Regions from separate parts of the Zea mays genome. Here region 2 is linked to region 1. Evidence: chromatin contacts called from public Hi-C data. All regions are on one chromosome and are shown on one strand. Each heading gives the region's core, a stretch centred on a gene start, on an enhancer-like site or on the middle of the called end of the contact. The rest is flanking DNA. Distances are from core to core; before and after follow the strand shown. Region 1 holds the start of LOC100281967 (transcription initiation factor TFIID subunit 10). Region 2 has its middle 28 kb from the start of LOC103632796.

Region 1 (5,443 bases), core at 899-3,398:
GCGGGTTGATGTGGGTTGGAACGAGTTCAACCTACAACAATCAGCGTTTGGTTCAAAAGGCTCATGGGTTAGGTTGGTTCTGGGTCGAAATACTTCTTGAAAATGCAGGTTCTAGGGATCCTCAAAAACAAGCGAACAACTTCGACTCACTTCCTCTCCACCCTCCTGTCACCCATGCATTATCCACTCGAGACCAGCACAGGGGTGCGCCACCACTATCATCCTTCTGGGATGAGGGACCCCTGCTGGCCTACCCTCCGACGTTAATTCCCCGCGTGCCTCCCGTAATCAGTCCCTCACTAGTAGAGATGGCAATGGGTAAAAACCCAATGGGTATTACTTGCCCAAACCCATACCCGCGAAGAAAAAATACGCCCGCTAAAAAACCCATACCCATGACGGGTATAAAATTTTGCCCAAACCCATACCCATGCGGGTTTCGGGTACCCAACGAGTTTTCCATACCCACTAACATCAACATAAAAAATAATTCATCTTGTAAATGACAATTAATACATTAATAAGCTAGCATAAGAGGAACAAGTGATAACTAATTTTAGCCTAAAATTTGTTACATGAAGTTTATTTCAATTAGAACATATTCAATTAATAATATTATGAGTCATATTTATAAAGAATGTTGATTTTATGGCGGGTTTTAGAAACCCATGGGTTTGCGGGTATGGGTAGTGGAAGAACAAACCCATGCCCACGTACCCGTTGGGTTTCCATTTGAACCCATTAATAAACCCATGGGTAGAGAAATTGACCCAAACCCATACCTTAATAGAGCAAAAACCCACCGGGTTTCGGGTAACGGGTACCCATTGCCATCTCTACTCACTAGCCTGCCCTCTAGCGTGCTGGCCTCCGTCAGCGTCGTCAGACTCCCCCGCTGGCCTGCTGTGTCTCCCACCATCAGTCCCCCGCCGGCCTGTCCTCCGGTGCCAGCGTGTTCTCCAGCAAGCATAGCCCGCGAGCCTTACTAGTGCTGTCGTCGAACAAGTAAATTGGTTGCTAAGCCTGATAATGAGCTGCCAAGTCATCTATTTGACATGCTGAATCAAATGCCTAGTTTCAATTCTACACATATATCTTTCTACTATGCTCATCTGGTGGCCAATCCTCACATCGGCAAAGCTTTCTACAACCGACTATTTGAGCACAAATTACATTAGATCACAATGTTCATCGCTGAGAAATTCTCTGAAATGTAACTGAGTTGATGGTGAGAAGTAACTTTTGTTAGTTTGTAATAGTTAGTGATGGTGAGAAGTAGCTTTTGTTAGACTGAAATGCAACAATGAGTTGAACTTGATCACTGAAATGCAACTATTAGTTGAACTTGATTACTGAAATGCATCTTGATGTTGTTGTGATGTTCCTTTTATTATGACTGAAATGTAACAATGAGACCTCATCACTCAAAATTTATGACTTGGTTAATAAGGGCTTTAATTTATGTATATCTTGTGCTTATGGATCTCTCAAATACTAAAATAGTGCCAGTTTCATTTATTTTGAATGTTATCATCTCATTTAGAATTGAAGATATAATCCCGAGTGTGGTAATATGACCAGGAAGGTGATCATATTCAGTTCATCCCTCATCACGAAACCAAACAAGAGATGATGCAGCTCCAATCCACTTTAACCTTGTAATCAAATAAGAAACTAGGTTTGACCTGTCAATGAAACCAAAGAAGGAACGAGTCCGATCCAATCCAGAAAAATGGATCAGCTTCGACCCGACCCACATCGTTTCGAAACCAAACACATGCTAGGATTCTTCTTCAACCTTTCCTCCGAAACCAAACACATGCTAGATTCTTCTTCAACCTTTCCTCTACCCTGCCTCACGAGTGAGAAAATTGGATTTCATGCTTTAAATAATTTGTTTCTCACTTTTTCTGTTTGTAATATTGACTTTATAAAAATAAGACTCATTTACATTTGGGTTTAATAATATTTTGGATATTTTTGTTCTTCTATACCATTCTGTGTATTGCATCTGTACGTATTCATGCGAGGATAAAAACGTCTAAAATAACATTAAAAACAAGTGTGATACGTTTTGATTTTACGAAATCAATGTTATGAATGGCAAAAAAAAAAAAAGATGAAGCGAAACATATGCTTTGGAGTCCAAAAATCTAATTTTTTCTGGGAAAAGTGCGAGCACATTGTTTGTTTGGAGAAATCCAATTTTCTACTCACGGACGCCGCCCCTGTGCCTCGCCATCGCCTCAGGTACGCAAGGCGGCCGAACACGAGCGCCCGCCTTCGTTCTTGCCTGCGCTGCCCCTCTCCTCGCCGTTTATTCGGGCTCCTACCTCTTGTTACAACTTGCGCGGTGGGGGCAGTGAGGCAGCAAGACGTGAGGTCCAGGATGATGAACAACAACAGTGGCGGCGGTGCCGGAGGCCCTGGAGGGGGCATGGGTACGGGAGTGGGTGGAGGGGGGGACGGGCGGCACGACGACGAGGCTGCGCTCACCGAGTTCCTCTCATCCCTCATGGACTACACCCCCACGGTATGGTGCCGCCGCTTCCCTCTCGCCTTCTCTACTTTTCTGTCAGCGGCTTAACCCTGATGCTTGGTTCGGTGGCGCGTAAGATTCCCGACGAGCTGGTGGAGCACTACCTCGGCCGCAGCGGGTTCCACTGCCCCGACCTGCGCCTGTGAGTGCTCGTCTTCTTTCCAATCTCTCTTCCTGATGGATAATAGTAAGCTGAGATCTGATCAGTGCCATGGATTAAAGTTAATAACACAAATTGCTTGATTTCTTGCACACATAATCTGAATTCGTGTTTTACAGAACGAGACTGGTTGCTGTAGCCACCCAGAAGTTCCTATCAGACATTGCTAGCGATTCTCTTCAGTGAGTAAATTCATAGTCTCGTTATTGCAAAGTAAAGGATTCTCTTCTTAATTTCAATGATGATAGCATATTCATGAATGAAACAGTATCATTCTTTTATTCCATGGGAATGCAAATCTTCTGTGCAATACTGCAATTCCATGTTTTTGTCTGGTTGAACAAGTTTGTTAGGCTTCAATCAAAATCCCTCCCTAATTGCATGTACTTGTGAAATTATTCATCGAGACATGGTTATGTTTATTAGGCTTCAATCAAAATCCCTCCCCAATGAAATTATTCATTGAGACATGGTTTTTAAGGTGCCGCTTACGTGATATGGCTCGCTGGAAATCTAGGCATCCCTATCGCCATGATCAAATATAAATATAGAGACAGAGGGGGGGGAGGGCATCTAGGTCAAGAACCCGAGCTGCTGCCATCCCTGCTGGATCCAACACCAGTGGCTGGCACAGAACTTGCTCCGGTCAGCTGTGACACAGTCAATCTGGAAGGTGACGGCAGTGGTGGTCAATTTGAGAGCACAGATAAGTGAGGAAAGCGGAAAAAGTGGGAGGAAGGAGAAGTTTCAGGCAGTGGTAGGCGCATCTGGATAGAAAGGGAGAGGAGGGAGTATGCTGGATATGTGGGGGTGACCATGTATATGCGCACTGGAGCCATTGATACAGGAAGGGAAGGAGAGGCTAAAGAAAGGAAGAGCATGAAGAGAACCAGGCAAGGCTGCACCTGCACCTGCACCTGCCCTCGCCCATCTCTGTTGGCTCCGGCGCCTGTGGTCTTGCAGATCTTCACTGGTCAACTGTATAGCTCGATCTGAAGGGGGCAGCACCAGTGCACAATCTGCATGAGTAGAGCTCTATTTCAAAAGGGGTGGCGTTGGCCCTCAATCTGGGAGGTGTGCTCTTGGGGCAGCCAGGCTTGTCGTTGCTCAAAGACGGCATTGGAAAGGACTGATGTAAACAGGCAAACAGCATCAAGTGAGGAATTGGTGGATTAGGGATTGAGGGGAGAGTGTAGGGTGTTGCTTTATGGGCTGTTGGGTTAATTGGGTTCTAATGAGTTAGTGGGGTGGCTGCTAATAGTTAATGTGGCCCATCGATGCTTGTATTTACCTCTTATTCTACATTATATATCTTACTACATATTTTATGTTCCATATCATTTACTTTTTCAAAAAATGAAACATATCCCTATATTGAGTAACTGTGTAACATGCAATTATCTTCAAAGTTTTTTAAAAAACATACAAGATACACTTACAAAGTGTATGCCTGATTTTGCGGAGATTCTGTAATTATATTACTTGTATAGGAGTGTATGAAAAACAGCTATCCATGTGCCTAAACCTGTATGGTTTCAACTCTAGCCTATCCCAACTTACTTGAGACTAAAAGGCTTTGTTGTTGTTATTTGTAATTATATTACCAATGGCTCATTCTTTATGTGGTCTGACTAATCAAGTGATGAATAACTAAAGCATACTAAAATTAGGAAACAGGTCAATTAGGGTTTTTTTGGTATCATCATCATCATGAGTTACGAATTAAAAGCATACCTAATTAACTGAAGGATACCTAATCAATCATCATGATAGGCTCATGTATCACATCATGTGCCTTAGCAAGGTGCGATTTGAGGTTGTAGTGGCAGCAGGCTAGCGCCTGCTGGAGAGGCTCCTAGTTTGACACGACCTGAAATGCACATTCTGCAGTCAGCAATCTGGCAATCACATTTAGCCTAGACAGCTATGGCAACTGAGCTGCAGGAATTGCTAAATGACTAGAACAGGTGCCAAGCTGATTATTTACCAGGGTCCAGGGGAGGGGGTCTTAATAACCCTGAAAGGCATTGTGATTTACAAAGCCCGTGGAAAAACAGATCCATTGTGCGGGGAGGATGGGATCTTTCGGATTATATTGCGTAAGTTTGCCAGGGTCTTATTTTGTTGGTTTTTTTTGTCAGTGTATGATGTGCTCTACTGTTCACTATATAACAAACTATTTTAACATTTTCTTAGCGATATGTATTATACACACTGTATTTGTGTGTACTAACTTTGCTGTTACATTATTCTTTCCCTTGAACTAGGCACTGCAAGGCCAGGGTAGCAGCACCTATCAAAGACAATAAGAGCAAACAGCCGAAGGTGTATTTACTCACTAGTTGAACTTTTCGTGTTCCTAGCGTTAAATCTTGTTTAGTATCCTTACTGATTACTTATCACATTTTTCCTAAAAAATGTTACTTTCAGGATAGACGTCTTGTATTAACCATGGATGATCTTTCTAAAGCTTTGCGCGAGGTAACTACGTTTCCATTTAGTTCTGCAGTTTGCAAATTTTTATTTTTGTTGGCAGCAGCTTACCATTTACTATCTTCTGTATTCCAACCAGTTGGGTAGATCTGTTTTCTTAAAATCAGTCAGGAGCACATTGTTTGGTTTAGACACTGTTTTTTCAGGACTTGAAATTGAATCTCCCCACTGTTTTCTTAAACTTACACAGTTATGTAGATCCAGTTTGATATGCTCTTGCTCCTCACAAATTTCCAAAAATTCATAAGGAA
Region 2 (5,492 bases), core at 736-3,235, 670 kb before region 1:
TATTGTTCTTTATTTCCACATTCAATTTGAATTCAAACTTAAATTCAAAACTTGTGGCTCATTATTCACAACTCATATTTGTGCAGTTTAGAAGTACCAAATTTGGAGATATTTATAGATATATATTTTATATCCTTTCTCTTTTCTAAATTCTAGAACCTCCTTTTATTTTCTAAATTCTATTTTGGGAATTTAATATATTTCTTGTTCAAATTATTTTATGTTGTCACAAAATACACATAAAATAAAATCCGGCATGATGCATGATTTATTGGCATATATTTTATTAATTATTTGTTTTTAAGTATGGTGTTCATGTGTGATGGTACATAAAGATTAAACGCACACATGGGTAAAGAAAAACTGTTTCTCCTTTCATATTTCCTTACAATTTAGGTATTACATTTGGCGACGGCGACGTAGCTCCGGCCAGGCAGCGAGGTAAGGCTTGCCCCATTTCCGGTACTTGACCAGTCCATCAGCAGCCACATTGCCAACGTCCTCCTTCGTTGCTGTACGATGGCGTTGAGCCATGGTGTAGCCCGCTTTCCCCACCCTGCTTGTATGGCATGATATGGCGTACACGGTCCGGAGACAAGATAGACTTGCGTGTGCTCGACCGCATTGTCGCTGGTAGATTGGCGATGTGACGTATGTCTGGTTGGCCAAGAATCAATAGCTTAAATATTACGTATAAAGACAAGATTGTCTCTATTTAAAATAAATGATCTAGTTCTTGGGAGGAACAGTAACGACAAATCGTGTAAAAGTGTAAGTTTAGTCACTCCATGGTGTCTAAAGGACTAAACTTTAGGAGGGTTACTTTAGTCATCCTGTTTGACAATTTAAGAACCAAAAATCACTAAAAGTTTAACTACTAAACTTTAGGAGATGACAGCCAAGTGAGGCCCTTTGAAAAGTTACATCAGAGGAACCAGAAGCTTGATCACGCCGCATAATATAATACCTAATTAATTTACAGGCCAATTTTCAATTTCTTTTTCACGTAGCAATCCAGGAACCTTGAAATCTGCGTTTAACAAGAGCCCAAATAAAGAACATCTTATCCCTTAATTAACCTGGCATGATGATTTCCCCGAGCCAAAGATAAACTTTGTGAACAGGCAGATGCCCAGTCATCATGAACTTGTAGCGGTGTGGCAGACGAGAAGCTCCCGTTTCTCCAAATAAAAACACAGGCACAATATCATTTGTGTGCATCTGAAACGCCACTAAAACAGGATATATTGAGGCATGGGCTTCAATGGAAAACTCGAGACCCTGGGCGCTTTCTTCAGCTTGGAGGAGGCCTACCTAATTGCTGGACTGGGCTGGATACGAGGCCCAATTAAGGTGGAATGACATCTATAGCACGCACAACGATGCCGAGCAGCTGGCGACAGTGAACAGAGCACATTACTATTTACTAGGGCGAGATCACCAGCAAATTAATAGGGTGTTTGGTTTGAGTAATGAGCTAGTTCATCATCTTCTCACTCCTCACTATTTACTAGGGCGAGATCACTATTTTTATTTTCCTCATAATTAGTTAGTTAGTACTAATATGAGGAATGGTGTCATCCCACCAAATTTAAGGAATAAACCCATGATGCACCACCTCAATTTAGATGTAGTGATTCTTTAAACCAAACACACCATAAATGGATGCACACGTTGCGCCTGCCCAGAAATCTGGTACTGCTACACACTACTGTTGCTATATATGGACGAGCGACTGACGGACACAAATTAAACACCCTCGTCGCCACGCCATACCTACGTTTGATCGATCGAGTCCAGTAGCACACTGTTTGACGACGAGGGCAGATCGAGACCGGCCGTGGGCAGCATATATATCGCGCGATGCCGTCGACACATTTACACACGTGGCAATAATCGAAACGTGCGTGCATGGGTCCAGCTGAGATGCCGACCTATATATCTGTGGTAGCTAGGATAGGAGGCACAGTAGCGAAAGCTAGGCTCCATGATTTGATTGCTGTGCGGCGGTGCCCGCGTGAGAGCTCCTGGTTAATTAATCACAGTAACGAACGAGCTGGTACGTAGCTCGGTCCACGGTGCCGGTGGTAGCGCGCTGTTTAATTTGGTAGGGCTAGCTTTCAATACTACAGTTTTTGGAATACCAGGGTTTGCAGCTGCACATGACATACATACTTTTACTCCAGTAAAACTATAGTAGCGCCGGATGCTGCTTCTTAATTGCCATACTACAGAAGAAAAACTGCAGTGCAGAGTCAAGTAGGCCCTGTTTGGAATTGTAGTATTTTTGCAGTTTTGAAACAATACTATGGTATTTAATGATACTATAGTATTGGAGCTCAAAAGGTGTTTGGTCTGTACAGGCAAAACTCAGTTTTAAATACCATGGTTTACGTAAAACTGTGGTATTTTTGGAGTTTTCGAAACTCCACTCAGGACCTCAGTTTTCTTCTCTTCTCTCTACATATACTTTGTTTTTCCAATAGAACCAAACATATCTCGGTTTTGAGCAATACTGTAGTTTTATTGTGGTAAAACAATACCGTAGTATTTATGTCATGTACAATTGTAAACTATGGTATCTATAAACTACAGTATTTCAAAACTGCATTCTCAAACAGGCAGTTGTCACTACTCCAAAAAAATATATATTATGGTACTAGCAAAACCATGGTTTTTGTTGAGTTTGTGATCCAAATTCTGAAGAAGACGGCTAAGTTGGCGAGCGAAGCGGAGGCCCGTCGTCGGGAGGCTTGGGCCGGACCGAGGGGAGGGTACGGATCGTTTTCCTACTCGTTTTAGGGTTTCACCTCTATAAATATCTTTGTAAGCCGCAGGAGATAGTCATCTCATTGTAAATCTCCTGCGATCTGTAACCACCCGAAAATTAGTGAGATTGTTGCTGGCCGGCGCCCGTGATTTTTTTCTCTTCGCCTTGGAGGGGTTTTCCATGTTAAATCTGTGTCTTCTATGTGATTGAGCTTCTTTGCGTCGTATTCGTTCCTAACAGTTTTAGATGCAGAGTTTTTGGATGAGCAACCAAACACCTTTTAGTCCAAAGTACTGTAGTATTCTCAGATACTACAGTATTGCCTTGGAACCAAAAAAATTATCAAACACATCCATATATGTTTGTCGTGTAGAGATATAGGTTGCGTACATAGTGTGCGCTGGAGTCGACGCGTTCTAAAAATTCTCGATAGTTTCAGCTACGTCTGAGCGTGTCTTCAAACGTAGTTAGTTAAAATTTATACTATTATAAAGCACCAATTTTCAATAGTCATCCTGCATCACGCCTGTGAAACCTTTAGGATTTAGGATTTAGACGTAGGTATGTTCTTCCCTCTTTTAGTGAATCGTTACTGTTACACTATAGATAGGTCGTAGAACCCACCAAACCCAACACACACGACAAGGCAAGGAGTCCACAGATAGACCGTGACAAACCACCAAAGTGGCTAAGTCCAACACAATAGAAAGCCGTACGACAGCACAACGCTCTATATTTAATACCACTCTATAAGCTAATGGAGAATGAACGATCGAGCAAGTTATAAAAAAAGAGACCGGGATTTTTTTAACTCATAATTTTCTTGAGCTTATAGCTAAAAGAAAATACAGTATTTATTTCTGCGGGTTTCGTACTGTCAAACTGTCTAATTCTGCACTAGTGCACTCCCCCCTCAATCTTATATTGGTCATGCATACAGTATATCCGTGCGGTGGAGACCCACCTCCAGCCTGAAAAGGGTCATGAGTGGCGCCCCATATTTTTTGCTAACTGTGTTTGGACACGTGCTGTCAGAAGACGTCTCTGGTCAAGAGGTCGAGAAGATAAGATCGAACTGACGACAATGGCAGGCACCGGCCTTTTATCGTTCTTTAAAACCTATTCTGGTATCCCTCGTGTTACCGAATGCAGTCACTGCCAAAATGAGGATGAGATTTTATCTGGACCGAGAGCGACTCACACGCACCATTCCATCCTGAATCATCGCGTGTGTTGACTTTAGCTGAGCGGTCTGTTTGGTTATCTGTACACGAGGAAAGGTGGTTGCATGAGTGGATGCAAAATAAGTCATTGTAAGTTCATTTATTTGCATCTGCACATACGTCATAAATGATCGTACCTGGCCGGCCAGGCTCGCGTGGGACTGGGTGTGCAGGTGCAGTAAACCAATCAAGCGCTTATTGAACGCACGTCACTACAGGCCCAGTTTGTTTGTCCCTCCTAAATTTTAGTACCTATCACTAGAGATGGCAATGGGTAACCGAAACTCGAATACCCGACGGGTTTTACCCGATATGAAGGCGGGTACAAGATGATTTCTCTACCTGCGGGTATGTTAATGGGTAAAAACATATACCCTTTGGGGTAGACGGGTACGGGTTGGTACTACTCATACCCGTCTACCCATGGGTAAAATATACCCACATCTTAGCTAAAATAAAACCCTTCTTTAGCAATCATTTATTTAGATACCAAGTTATGTAATCATATGATTTTATATGATTTGTTATATGTGAAGTTGAAGTTGTGTTTGTATATTTATTTAATATTTTGAGTGGTTGGTATATTGGAATTTAAGACTTTTCTAGCGGATACGGGTTACACAACGGGTAAAAATACCCACGCGGGTACGAGTATGTGTAAGATTTTATACCCGTGATCATATATGGGTAACCCGATGAGTAAACTTTTTTTGATGGATATGAGTATGGAATGTTATTACCCGACGTGTATATACCCGTTGCCATCCCTACCTATCACATCGAATATTTAGATGCTATTTAGAAGTATTAAAATATTTAATCACAAAACTAATTATATAGATAAAATGTAAACGATAAGATGAATCTATTAAGCCTAATTAATCCATGATTCGCTAATGTGATGCTACAATAAACATTTGTTAATTATTGATTAATTAGGCTTAAAAATTTTGTCTTATTATTTAGTCTTTATCTATATAATTATTTTGTAATTAGACTATATTCAAAACTTATATTTGACATTCAAACTTTCGATATGACACATACTAAACGTGAGGCCAACAAGTCACTACAGCTAGCAAGGACAATCAGGTCAGATTTAGGGCTTGTTTGTTTAAGATTATAATTTACCCAGATTATAAAATTCAACATATTTTGAACTAAGTGTTAGTTCAAAATATATTGGATTATATAATGTAGGTAGATTATAATTCCAAACTAACATGCCCTTAGGATGTCTACTTTAGCTTATCCATCATATCTTCTATTTCAAATTTTACTCTATAAATATTGTAGTTGTTGGACTCCAAATTTAGTACCTAGACGGCCGAACGGTCTGACTATGTGGCGATTAGATTAATTCAGACAATAGTCCGGACGGTCTATGATAAAAACGCATCCACTACAAGTGGAAAACACTAATCGACTACCTTAGTAATTTAAAACTAGAAACTCCCAATATTAGTTATTATATGTCTTTTCTAGTAGGATATATATAT

What was found. A called contact is a pair of places that touch in the nucleus more often than the background predicts.
Region 2: a Hi-C map of ear shows a contact between it and region 1, with 2.0 times the contacts expected there. The contact joins the enhancer-like site here to the promoter of LOC100281967 in region 1. A contact is called at or near these places in 2 of 25 Hi-C or Micro-C datasets (ear and tassel).

What each region holds. Positions count from the first base shown.
Region 1 is chr7:124,193,412-124,198,854 of Zm-B73-REFERENCE-NAM-5.0, reverse strand. LOC100281967 (transcription initiation factor TFIID subunit 10) reads left to right here and starts at 2,148. Exons shown (of 7, transcript NM_001408037.1): 1 at 2,148-2,250; 2 at 2,372-2,533; 3 at 2,617-2,681; 4 at 2,819-2,881; 5 at 4,967-5,024; 6 at 5,130-5,180. The coding sequence starts at 2,390.
Region 2 is chr7:124,860,609-124,866,100 of Zm-B73-REFERENCE-NAM-5.0, reverse strand. No RefSeq gene overlaps it. Among protein-coding and RNA genes, the nearest start is that of LOC103632796, 28 kb to the right of the region's middle. Within about 2 kb of position 1,985, at least 17 of the 20 cell types and tissues checked have an H3K27ac peak or open chromatin away from gene starts, as enhancers often do. A contact at or near this core is called in ear and tassel, where this site is marked.